Regions from separate parts of the Zea mays genome. Here region 2 is linked to region 1. A link is a contact called in public Hi-C data. All regions are on one chromosome and are shown on one strand. Each heading gives the region's core, a stretch centred on a gene start, on an enhancer-like site or on the middle of the called end of the contact. The rest is flanking DNA. Distances are from core to core; before and after follow the strand shown.

Region 1 (6,789 bases), core at 1,838-4,337:
AAACCTAAGTTGCACATTCTAGATTGTTTATTTACGTAGGTGGTCCTAGGGATTTATTTGTGTCCTAGTTTAGAAATAGTTTCAAGAAGTCCTAATTGACCCTCCCTATTATGCGACACCATTTCCTACACGTTGTAAGGTTTCTGATATATTTCACAATCTAGCCCCAACAACTAACAACAACAATTTTGACTACGAAGCTCGTATGCAAGTTAAATAAATATTATTTCTCACGGATGGTTCAACCTGATGTAACATTTACTTGTCTATTTTCCATATCAAACCTAAGTTGGGTGGTTTAGTGTGATATAGGTGGATGCCACAACCACCGCTACCGCCCTAATAAGGTTCTTTGTCCATGTTTGGATCTTAGTTAATCAATTCTTTAATTATATTAGCTCAATTTTAATAAAAATAAACAAACTTAGCTTGATTCTAGCAAAAATGGACAACTTAACTCAATTATATATAAACTTAGTTCATTTAGCAAAATTAGTCAACTTAGCTCAATTATAAAAAATAGTCAATCTAGATCAACTGTTGTGAGCATGTGACGCTTAGCCATTGTAGCATAATTTAGTCAGTCTAGCTTAAATTATAGCAAAAATAGTTAGATGAGATGAACTCTAACTTTAGGCAGTAGGCACCGTCACATAAGCATCTGGAGACGTTGACACTGATAGGTCTTGCTCATTTGTTAACTAGTTGTTCAACTACACTATAAGTAGCGGTGGGAATTGTAATCATCCGATAAATATGAGTTGAGGGATTGAATATTGATCCTTGTTATGTTATTTGGAACGATTCAGACTTGTGAACAACTTATGTTACTCAAAGTTCTATTATGAATTCATAAATATGGTGTGCATGATTTATGTGATGTGTTGTGAATTGAATTATGTGTGTGTATGAGACGTGGGCAAATATATGTATTTGTGAATGTATGGAATATGGTTGAATATGTATGCGTTATAATTGAGCTAGATTGACTAATTTGGTTGGATATGTATGTGTATGGGATATAGTTGAATATGTGTGTGTATGGGATGTGGATAAATACATGTATTTGTGAATTTATGTGATGAGGATTGGATATGTATGACTGGACCACGAAAATCAGAGCAACTAATTTCCCTGGGCGGAGCATAGCCGACGAAAACTAGATGGACTAATTCGTTTGTCGGCAAAAATCAGATAGTTTTTGTCATTTAATCTGGTAGACCCAAGTATCGACAAAAATATATATTATCAATGACAATTACTTAATTTCATAAACAATATAATTTTTATAAGTGAACATATCATGTGTATTCATGCTAACTAACTTGTCCAACCATACATCCAGACATTTAAAGGCATCCGACATTTAATGACATCCGATTTGCATCCAACGCACACTGGCAGTGGTATGTCTTTTTTGGCAAAATTTACGTTGGATCACTATTCACTAGATACTCATGCTAACCTGTCCAACCATACAGTTTTTATGTAAAATGTACTCACCTATGATATGTGTTGCACATGTTTTAGCACGGGGGTGTGCATTTAACCGATGAGGTGGCATTTAATAAAAAACCAATACCATCAATTGTACAGGTCATCTTCAGAGGTACCCACTGGTTCAGGTTCTGGAGACTCCTACAAAAGTAGGATGTACATCAACAAATTATCGATGTGTGTCAAGCTCTAGAAATGGTGGCGATGGAAATCTTTGCGTTTCATGGATGACGATCAAATGCAAGACTTGAGTGTGCCTAGTGTTTTTCATAGCCATGTTATTTGGTTTCGTCGAGTTAGTTTTATTTTTTAAAGAACTGTTCATTAAGTCAATATTTGATATGTAATGGCTGTACGCATCTGATGCGAAAAGCCGGAACTCTTGTTTCCATTATAAAAAAAAGCATTTAACCGATGAAAATTAACAAGAGACTACTGTTGCATGCAGAATATATAAATTGGTACAGATAAATGGATGCCAATGTTTGGTGTGTGAGTGTGAGGATCGGATGAGAGATCCTAGCGGAATATATATATGTGCGGTGAAATATTCCGGTCCGGCGGCAGCTAGCGCAGTGCATTGAGTGCCCGATCGGTACGCGCTCGATCGGAGACGAGGGCCGAGCGCGACGCGCCGGCGCAAGAGGGCTCGCGGTGACGGCGAGCGGTTTGTCCCCGCCAACAACGGGCCAAACGCGCCGTGTCGTCCGCACCAAATCCCACGTAGCGATCGTCATTTTCCGTACGTCCCCCCCTGTATATCCTACTACTACATACTATTCCTACGGCTACGGAGTACGCGCAACACCCATGGTCCGGTGGGTGGATATACTACGCCGTGCAACAGGGTATCGATCGCGTCGGCGTCGCTGCCGGCAGGACATGCGTTCGACCGGCGGCCAGCCGGGCGCGCCTGCTGCATGCATGGGACATGGGTGGCTGCAGAAAGGATTCGATTCGTGCGGGTGACGCAGGGCGTCCACATACGTAAGCATCACCACCCTCGAGCGCACGCACGGCACGATCCGTAACCGCCTGCGAATGCGAATCCTAACTAACGGACGGTGAAGCGAAATCCAACGGACGCGCAACGAGCTGGGGTGGGGCCACGGCCTAGCCACGTTTCGCCAGTGCCGCGGCTTTCTCAGAGCAACTCCAATAGTTATGTAAATTTTAGCTCTCTAAATCACATATTTAAGAAATTGCTAAATGACTTTTGGAGTAAAAAAATATGAGTTCTCCAATAGTTCTCTAAATATAGGTTGTAATTTTGTTTTGTATCTATCCACATAAAAAATAAGTCACAAAAACTATATAATGCAGTCAACATTTTTGTTTAGGGAGTTGTTAAATGGTTGCCAAATGTAGAGAGAAAATGAGGTTAGATAACAAGTTGTTAAATTTAGAAAGTTCATTTAGAGAACTGTTGGAAAATAGTTTTCATGTTAACTACCTAAATTATTGATTTAGAAAGTTTTTAGAGAACTACTGGAGTTGCTCTCACCCGCCCGCGCGCCTCCTCCCTTCTCCGTCCGTGGCAACGGAAGCCCCCCTATAACCGCGGCCGCCGCTGCAACTGCATGCACGGCACGAACCTCCCTTCTTTCTCAAATTCTCTCTCCGCCTCCCTGCTCCGATGCCGCGGTGACGCGTGGTGCATGCGTGCGCGCGCGCCTTTTCCCCTGCCTGGATCCCCCGTCCTCTCTCGATCGGTTCCAGTTAACACTCGCAGCCTCGTTCTCGAGTCTCGACTCTCGACTTGAGTCGCCAGTGGCCACGCGCGCCGGGACACGGGCGCGCTTTCTCGCTGCCGCGCCAAAGCAGGAAACAGAGCAACGGCCAGGAAGGACTCACGCGCGAGGCGAAAAGCGAAGCGGGTGGGAGAAGCGTGGGCGCCTGGGCTAGTGCTCCCGCAGCGAGCGATCTACGGTAGAGTTCCGGCCGGGCGCGCGGGAGAGGAGGAGGTCGGGGGGAGGATCCGATGGCCGGGAACGAGTGGATCAATGGGTACCTGGAGGCGATCCTCGACAGCCACACCTCGTCGCGGGGTGCCGGCGGCGGCGGCGGCGGCGGGGACCCCAGGTCGCCGACGAAGGCGGCGAGCCCCCGCGGCGCGCACATGAACTTCAACCCCTCTCACTACTTCGTCGAGGAGGTGGTCAAGGGCGTCGACGAGAGCGACCTCCACCGGACGTGGATCAAGGTCGTCGCCACCCGCAACGCCCGCGAGCGCAGCACCAGGCTCGAGAACATGTGCTGGCGGATCTGGCACCTCGCGCGCAAGAAGAAGCAGGTCAGGGTTTCGCGCCCGCCTCTTTCTCGGTTAAATTCTCTCGCTGCATGTTCTGTTTTTTTTATTTTTACATTCTCGCTCGTCTCTGAATTAGATGATTTTCAAGTGTTCTCTGTTTGCTGGACGGATTAATGAAGCGCACACTGCACAGCGAGTAGAATATCTTATAAATATTTTAATTGTTCCCTTTATGAACTTGTTTCTGGTTGATGTTTTAATGTTTATGCCCGATGATGGTAGATCAGACATGCATGGTTGGTTGTGGTGCTTTCTGAATTCAGAACCGCACGCTTAACTGGATGTCACGTCTAAAAAGAAGCTTACTAGTTGATTGCAGTGTTTCACTGTTGTTCGTATAAAGGTATCTCATTCAGTCGTTCTAGCATGTACTACCTGTCAGGACGGATACGGTATACTCGCGGATTTAGTTTGCTTTCTCCTCGCCTTTTTTTGAATTGAAATAAACTGGTCACAGCCTGGATTTACGGTTTTGTCCATGGCAACAGAGAATTCCACATATTCGCGCTGAGATTCTCGCCCTCTGCTGATGCTTTCTGAATTGTGTTATGAGCAGCTGGAGCTGGAGGGCATCCAGAGAATCTCGGCAAGAAGGAAGGAACAGGAGCAGGTGCGTCGTGAGGCGACGGAGGACCTGGCCGAGGATCTGTCAGAAGGCGAGAAGGGAGACACCATCGGCGAGCTTGCGCCGGTTGAGACGACCAAGAAGAAGTTCCAGAGGAACTTCTCTGACCTTACCGTCTGGTCTGACGACAATAAGGAGAAGAAGCTTTACATTGTGCTCATCAGGTCTACCCACTTGCACATTGTTTTGTTCTATGTTGTGCTAAATTGGTAAACCATATATATATATATATATATATCGTAATGAAATGTCTCTAGCCTTTTTTATGGCTATAGTTTTTTTTATTCTATCGTCTAATAAAATCCATGGAAAGCTTTTGCCGTCGTTTCTAAAAAAAAGCCTCTAGCCTTAGTTTTCTTTGCACTTTGCACATCGTAGGAGTAGAAATTTTGGTATTTTTTTCTTATAAAAATAATTTACAGTTAAACTTCTGGATTTTCACAAGCTGTTTCTTTGTTGACTGCCTTTTTGACTGCAGCGTGCATGGTCTTGTTCGTGGAGAAAACATGGAACTAGGTCGTGATTCTGATACAGGTGGCCAGGTAAACATCATTGGTCAGTTACTTGGGAGAAGTTCCTTATGCCGAGTCAAGTTTTTCATGGTTGAGCGCGATTGATCTTTGAATCTCACAGGTGAAATATGTGGTCGAACTTGCAAGAGCGATGTCAATGATGCCTGGAGTGTACAGGGTGGACCTCTTCACTCGTCAAGTGTCATCTCCTGACGTGGACTGGAGCTACGGTGAGCCAACCGAGATGTTATGCGCCGGTTCCAATGATGGAGAGGGGATGGGTGAGAGTGGCGGAGCCTACATTGTGCGCATACCGTGTGGGCCGCGGGATAAATACCTCAAGAAGGAAGCGTTGTGGCCTTACCTCCAAGAGTTTGTCGATGGAGCCCTTGCGCATATCCTGAACATGTCCAAGGCTCTGGGAGAGCAGGTTGGAAATGGGAGGCCAGTACTGCCTTACGTGATACATGGGCACTATGCCGATGCTGGAGATGTTGCTGCTCTCCTTTCTGGTGCGCTGAATGTGCCAATGGTGCTCACTGGCCACTCACTTGGGAGGAACAAGCTGGAACAACTGCTGAAGCAAGGGCGCATGTCCAAGGAGGAGATCGATTCGACATACAAGATCATGAGGCGTATCGAGGGTGAGGAGCTGGCCCTGGATGCGTCAGAGCTTGTAATCACGAGCACAAGGCAGGAGATTGATGAGCAGTGGGGATTGTACGATGGATTTGATGTCAAGCTTGAGAAAGTGCTGAGGGCACGGGCGAGGCGCGGGGTTAGCTGCCATGGTCGTTACATGCCTAGGATGGTGGTAAGTATAAAAATCTCTGTTATCCATGCCAAGTAGTAAGTGCTGTTCAACATAAATAATTAAAATCCATTAATCCATATATGTATTGATTAGAGAACTTTGTTGGCAGGTGATTCCTCCGGGAATGGATTTCAGCAATGTTGTAGTTCATGAAGACATTGATGGGGATGGTGACGTCAAAGATGATATCGTTGGTTTGGAGGGTGCCTCACCCAAGTCAATGCCCCCAATTTGGGCCGAAGTTGGTGCTTGATCCCAAATTCCTTTGCAGACCTACAACAACTGTCTTCACAAGTGTCGTAAATCTTAAGGTCGCTGCATGACAACTTTGTCGCAGGTGATGCGGTTCCTGACCAACCCTCACAAGCCGATGATCCTGGCGTTATCAAGACCAGACCCGAAGAAGAACATCACTACCCTCGTCAAAGCGTTTGGAGAGTGTCGTCCACTCAGGGAACTTGCAAACCTTGTAAGAAACACCGAAGTGCACTCATATAATTTCATTGCTACTAATGTTTATAATTTGTATGCCCAAATAACTAGTGCTACCATGACCACAATGCAGGAATACTTTTCTTATCTCTAGCACACCTACATGAAACCTTCTGATCCTGAACAATGCAGTAGCTGCATGTATTACCATGTGATGAAGTTTTCTTCTGTTTCAGACTCTGATCATGGGTAACAGAGATGACATCGACGACATGTCTGCTGGCAATGCCAGTGTCCTCACCACAGTTCTGAAGCTGATTGACAAGTATGATCTGTACGGAAGCGTGGCGTTCCCTAAGCATCACAATCAGGCTGACGTCCCGGAGATCTATCGCCTCGCGGCCAAAATGAAGGTCTGCTGCATACCACGACCCTTCATTGAGCTTTGACAAGTCACACTCAACCATAACTGATTGCTCCCTGCAGGGCGTCTTCATCAACCCTGCTCTCGTTGAGCCGTTTGGTCTCACCCTGATCGAGGTCAGCTTCTTCTCTAGTTCTCTAACCAGCTGTTGCCTTTTTTTTTAAAAAAAATACA
Region 2 (6,789 bases), core at 1,733-4,232, 260 kb after region 1:
CCAGCTGATTATGGCAATTAGAACAAGTATGTCTGATCTGAGCTAAAAAAATGCAACCAGTAGAGGATTTGGCAAACGCTCAAAAAGGCGCTTCAATGTCAGTTGCATTTTCTGACTAGTAAACATGCAGTTCAGATATCATCGTCAAAGAGTTAGAAGGGACGGAAACTTTACAGGCAAAACGCATACGGTATGCTGTGTCAGTTTAGGGGTGTTTGGAAACAAAGTTTTTCTGCAGTGTTGAAGCAATACTGTAGTATTGAGCAATATTGTGGTATTATATACTTTGAGGTATTTGGAAACTCATCTAAAATCTCTGTATACTAAACTGTAGTATTGTAAATACTGCACTTGTTTTGCAGTTTTGTAATCTTTGGTCTCAGCCAAAGTTTTTCTCTGTAAAGAGAGCGCCAGCTTGGTCCCGCTCTAGCTGATTGGTCTCAACCAAAGTTTTTCTCAAACACCTTGATGTATTGGATACTGTTGTATTCGAAAACTGAAGCATTGTAAACTGTAGTAATATCATGACTAAAGCATACTTTAGTATTTGAAAAACTGTAGTTTGGAAAAACTGTGCTCCTAAACAGGGCCTTATAGTGGAATGTTGTTCTGTAACCATGTCTTTGTATGTTTAGGCCATGTTTGGAAGTGTAGTATTTTTGCAGTTTTAAAACAATATTATGGTATTTGATGAGTATTAGAACACCTTTTAAGGTGTTTGGTTTGTATAGTCAAAAAACTTTTAAATATAATAGTTTATCTAAAATTGTGGTATTTTTGGGTTTTCGAAACTCCACTCAGGACCTCAGTTTTCTTCTATTCTCTCTACATATACTTTGTTTTTTTAATGGAACCAAACAGATCTCGGTTTTAAGCAACATTGTGGTTTTACTGTAGTAAAGTAATACTGTAATATTTGTGTCGTGCACAATTGTAAACTATAGTATCTTAAAACTACATTATTTCAAAACAGCGTTTTCAAACAGACCCTTAGATGACATGTTCTATGACTGAAGACGTACGCATCACGCTTGTAGCTTGTAGCATTTCCCCCCTCTTATTGGAAAGGCGAAGTAGCTGGGTTTAGTTTGATTAATATGGACATGATGGTGGGTTTGGTGAGGCTATATAGGCCCTGTTTGTTTCGGTTTTTCGCAGCTTCTGGTCACCAAAAGCTGCTGCGGACTGCCAAACACTCAGTTTTTCAGTCAGCTTTTATAAAATTTGTTTAGGTAAAACCATTCAAAATCAACATGAATATATAATCGGTTGAGTCGTCGCAATAGTAGTAATCCGTTACTTTATAGATCCTGGGCCCATTGACAACTTTATTTTTCTCCGCACGTAATTCTAATGATAATCAGATTCTCTACGCAGACAGATTCTCCCACAACTAGATTCTCGGAAAAGCTGTTCAGAAAAAAGTTGAACCAAACAGGCCCATAGATCTCCGAGATGTGGGCTTGAAGTTGGTTTTGTAATTTGGATGGTTTCTGAAACCACGAACCTTTAACCCCACTGCAGAAACAGTATAGGTCGACGGATGTCTCCAACTCGAAGGGAAGGTCTGACGGTGGAAGAAGAGCAACAGGGATTGGGCCCATGCCATGCCCATGAATGCTGCCCAATGCTGTCTGACTCCGCGCCGTGCGCCCGTGGTCGGCCTCGTGCTGGTCCGCGCCATCGACGCCACGCGTCCGCGCAGCGCGCACGGAGCCGGGCCTGCCGCTCGACACCGGCACGGTCGCACGGATGAGTGATGAAGCGTCGTGCCGTCCCACCCCCCCCCCCCCCCCCCCACACACACACAGAGGCGTGGCGTACGGTCACAGCCTGGCCGGGGGCCGGGAGAGGTTGTTGGCGCGGCGCCTTCCTGGGCGGACCCACCGGCACCGGATGTCCGTGGCGCCCAATCACCCGTAATCACGGCTCGTCTCCTTGCTGCCAAGGCAAACAAGTGTCTCAGCAGCTGATGCTTCGTTGCTCTGCTCCTCCGTCCGTCAGATCCAGTCCGGTAATAAGTAACCGGCCTCGTGAAGCAACGGTACTGATTCCCTGTGTGCTAATCAGAACGCACTGTTCAGTTCAGAGTTGAGACTCTAGGCCTGAAGGAGAACGGCAACAATCTCTGCGATCGCTCTGCATCTATACTTGGACACCGACACTCCACGCTGCTCTCTCTCTCTCTCTCTCTCTCTCTCTCTCTCTCTCTCTCTTCTGTAATGTAATTAGAAGACCTTGATGGTATATAATGTACGACTCCAGCTCAGACTTCAGAGCAGCAGGAGATGAGATGGCAAGTGACAATTCCTGGTTCCAACGGTGAAAGGAGAGTGAGAACAAGAAGTTGCATTATCGTCATGACATCATCTTTTATTCTAATCAAACTTTGTTCTAGTATTTTATGGTCCTGAAAGATGAAATAAAATTGTACACTATTCATCCTTCTTTAGCCATCTAGATCTTGTCACATAGATGAGTTCCATTAGCAAATTGGCTCTAATTATAATGTGAGAGTGAGTTGTACGAAGTACCTCACTAGAGGTCTCGAGCAATAAACAATCTTTTTTGATAAAAGAAGCTTTATATTAAAGGTTAACAAGAGCGATACATTAAGAGAATACATACTCTTGGTACACAAACTTAAAAATTCGAGCAAAAGTTACAAATAGAAGTGATAATGAATCACGATTCAAATATTTCATCATAATTCTTTAATTTTAGTTTAAAAATAAATAGAAATAGTGTCTGATCTTATTCTTCAATTTTGTACTATAAAATTTAGAGTTCATTACCGCCATAATTACAACAGATAACAAGAAGATCTATCCAGTCTACCTAAATTTCCTACAATACCTTAACACAATCAAGTACTGTCGATAGCATGTTAGTATCTTAATCGTTTCTTGTGTTTGTATCCTCATGGAAATAAAATTCCTCGTTTTTTTGCACCTAAAATTGCGTGCTACAAATATAATGGCCCTAAACTGAAACCAGTGGCGTGAAACTCATAAAAAAATTCTGTACCCAGAAATAGGAAGGCCGGCGATTACGCATGCATGGCACTTCGGAAATTTGGGCCCAATTGTCCGCAGGTTGCGGTAATTGTATATACGCCAGTTTAAAAAAGCCCGCGAGATCCGCTCCAAGCACCAAGCTGCCCCGTGTCCGTGTCCAACGCCTCTCCACCACCACTCCCCGCGCGCAATCCAACCCGGCCACCTCCCCACATCTACCGCCAGTGGCGCCACCTTATCGCCTCGCCTCCAACCCCGACGCGAGCCAGGTACCTACCTGCTGCGGCGGCCGAGAGAGATGGATGGCCGGCGGCCGGAGATGCGGCGGACGATGACGCTGTCCGAGCAGCTGTCCACGCCCGACCCGCTCATCCGCGACTTCCTCAAGATCCCGCACGACGCCGACGCCGGCGAGGGTGATAGCCCCTCGGCCGTCGACGCGCAGGGGGGCGGCAGGACGACCGGCTGGAAGCAGCTGCGAGACCGGCTCCGGCTCCGGCGCGCGGCGGGCGCCTGGCAGAGGCGTAAGACCGGCGCGGCCGCGGCCCACGCCCCGGCGAACGGCGGCGGCCTCAGCAATATCAGCAGCGCTAACAACCGCAGCAACAAGTACAACTACAACCCCGGCGAGGCGGAGGCGGCGTTCTCCCGCACCTTCTCCCGCGCGCCGTCGCTCCGCGCGACGCCCACGTTCTCGCGCGTCGCGTCCACCCGGGTCGGCCCCGCCTCCTGCCGCTCCAGCTCAAGGCGGCTCTCGACGTACGACTTCCGCGACGTCGAAGAGCGACGCCACGAGGACGAGGACGAGGACGGCGACGGGGAAGAGGAAGAAGACGGCGAGGACGAGGGGGACGAAGAAAAGACGGCGGCGCCCGCGGCGCAGATGTCGCTGATGGCGCTGCTGGGGCAGACGGACAACCAGTGGGACGACGATGAGGATGAGGAGGAGGAGAGCGGAGGCGGCGCGTTTAAGAAAGGCGGGGCCGGCGCCGTGGGCGACGAGGACGAGGACGACTGCGACAGCCGGGAGGATGAGATGGTGCACGTGTGCTGCGTGTGCATGGTTCGGCACAAGGGCGCCGCCTTCATCCCCTGCGGCCACACCTTCTGCCGCCTCTGCTCCCGCGAGCTCTGGGTCAGCCGCGGCAACTGCCCGCTCTGCAACGGCTTCATCCAGGAGATCCTCGACATCTTCTGACGGACCGAGCTCGCCGCCTCCATCGTTTGTTTATCTTCTAGGTCCCTTAGCTTCACGTACATCCATGGCATCATCGCCGTCGATACCCATGTTCTTGCACCGGTTCCTATCCTACAGATTTTGTGTGTGTGTGTGCGCGCGCGCGCGCGCTGGGGTGGGGGGTAGGGGGATCATTGATTGTTACAGTACGTTGCAATAAAATGGTACAGTATTACGCATACGCAATGTGTGCATTTTCGTATAGTATTTCAGAGTGGTTGTTAGGTTGACTTACCAGGCACCAATAAAAGAGCGTGTGATTCAGATGAACTTCTGCATCCAACTAACCAGAGGTCCAGAGCATCTTTTGTTTAGCTGAGACTCAGAGAGTCAGAGGTGCTCGTATGAGTGTATCCAAGTTCTCATTTTTCTCAGTTGGAAGTTGGAACTGAACTATCAGAATTGTCCATGCGGCCATGGCACCATCTGATCTGACGATAACAAAACTTGCATGGTCCAGTTTGCAAGCATAAGACTATTTACAGCAACGTCTTCTATATTCATCCTCTATATCTGTCTTTTACAGTCTTTTCTAAAAGATTCCATCCCCTATATCTACTTCTTCTCCAACAACGTCCTCTAAATCACGTCATCTATATGCAAATTTTATATTAGAGACATTTTTAAATTTTTAATTTTTGTATATACTTATTGGTCATACTCTCAAATATATTGTACATATTTTAGTTTTGCTAAACCGGTTGTTTAAAGTATTCAAATAGATAGAGAACCGTTTAGAAAAAATCTATATATATATATGATTCAGCAGCATCATTTAAATTTAGAGAACCGTTTAGAGGACGTTGCTGGAGGGAGTAGAGGACGACCTCGTCCTCTAAATTTATGGTACAGAACCCTTTAGAGTGTGTTTGGTTGCAATGACAGGACGGGATGAGATAGAACGATCCCTCAAATTATGTTGTTTGGTTCTGGATCAAGGGTTGAGACAGAATTATCCCAGTGTTGTCCCCTGTCGTCCCTCAAAATTTGAGAGACGAGACTTAGCTGACCCGCAACCAAACGAGTTCCTTGTTGGAGCTAGTCTAAATCAACCATCCTCTCGGCCTTTTGTGTCCTGGCCCATCTGGTGCTCACGCGCGTCCGGTATACAAGGACCACCCGTTTGGCGGGCTGGCCCGTTTTGTTTCCCGTTCATCCCGGAGCGGTGAAGCCCATGATATCGCAGCCGATCACCATTTTTTACTGGATCCTGCTCACCCTGCATTTCTTTCTCTCACCTTCTCCGCTTTTTCTGTAGTCAGGATTGTACGCCGTGTATTTCCCGCCGTAGAATACATGATAAAAAAAAAGTCGTATTGAAGGAAATCGTTCGAAACCGATCCGGCTGCGCCCATCTGAAGTTCTGAACTTATCTGGAAGACTGGAAAGGGATAAAATGATGGGGTTCAGGTTTGGATTTTTCCGGTGAAGCATACGAGCGCATGGTCCCTGGCGCGCGAAATCCATCCCCGTGACCGTGAGCAGATGCCAACTGGCGCTGGCAAGGTGGACGGGGTGGCACGGTACAACACACGCAGGGTCGCAGGGACCACGTCGGCACATGCCTAGACGGCTAGACGCCGCCGCGTTATACACACTTGAGGACAGACGCAGGCTTCGGAGGCCCGGCCGGCCAACCGGTCGATGCCTATCCAGTATCCACGGCAGGCACGGAGAGAGCCCGGACACCCGCGCTGGTCCAGGAGGAGGAGACCACCGGCGGCTCGGCGCGTAGCCAATCCAACCCCGTGCCGTGCATCCGTCCGCATGCCTGCCGCGAGCCCCGCCGGAAAGGCGTTGTGAGGTTCGGGTGGGAGTACAACCAAACACCAACCCAAGTACCCAACCCACCCATCAACAAATCACTCCGCCCCATCTCTTTCCTTTCCCGCACTGACAATCTGCCACACCGCGGCCATGTCAACATGGTGCTAGCAGTAGTGTATGCAATGGCAGACTGGTAGTGGCACCACCACTTCGACGCTCCCATCCCCCGTATCCGGACGGCGACGGGGACCGGGGGCAGTGCGTACTGCCTGCTGCTGCTGTTGCGCGCGCGGACCTAACGCGCCCTTTCCGGTGTAGTAAAGCAAAGCCTCGCCGGTCGGCAGCTGCCCTGCTATCCTAATCCGCTTGCTCTGCCAGCAAGTCAGCAAGAGGCAGCAGCGCCGGCCCCTGGCCGGCCTCGGCTCAGCTGGCGAAGGCCGTGACCGTGAGAAGCCATGAGCAGGGAACAGCAGATGCCACGGCGGAGGTTCATCGCCATCCCCTTCTCCTCCGGCTGCCGCTCCCACTCCAGCGTCGACGTCGTCGACACCGGGCGCCTCGCCGGCGACGGCAAGAAGCCCCACCCGCAAGGTACGTGCGCGCGCGCGTCAATTGGGCAGCCCGCAGTTCTGTTCCGTTGCCGTTCTTTCGACGGCCGACAACAGTTACTGAAGAGTTCCGCCTGCTATGACAGGGGCTGAAGCAGGGGCGGCGGCGGCGGCGGCGAGGGGCAAGGGGGAGTCTCTGGTGGCGCGGCTCCTGCGGGGG

Evidence for each region. Hi-C and Micro-C count contacts between places; a contact is called where the count stands out from the background.
Region 2: a Hi-C map of endosperm shows a contact between it and region 1, with 2.3 times the contacts expected there. The contact joins the promoter of LOC103636359 here to the promoter of LOC542711 in region 1. A contact is called at or near these places in 6 of 25 Hi-C or Micro-C datasets (bundle sheath, ear, endosperm and 2 more).

Annotation. Positions count from the first base shown.
Region 1 is chr8:168,232,314-168,239,102 of Zm-B73-REFERENCE-NAM-5.0, forward strand. It overlaps LOC542711 (sucrose phosphate synthase 1), which reads left to right and starts at 3,088. Exons shown (of 12, transcript NM_001112224.2): 1 at 3,088-3,790; 2 at 4,365-4,597; 3 at 4,912-4,975; 4 at 5,067-5,759; 5 at 5,869-6,000; 6 at 6,097-6,228; 7 at 6,428-6,604; 8 at 6,678-6,731. The coding sequence starts at 3,479.
Region 2 is chr8:168,494,293-168,501,081 of Zm-B73-REFERENCE-NAM-5.0, forward strand. It overlaps LOC103636359, which reads left to right and starts at 2,983. Exons shown (of 1, transcript XM_008658719.4): 1 at 2,983-4,524. The coding sequence starts at 3,316. The coding sequence ends at 4,215. LOC100283977 reads left to right here and starts at 6,009. Exons shown (of 2, transcript NM_001156875.2): 1 at 6,009-6,612; 2 at 6,716-6,789. The coding sequence starts at 6,477.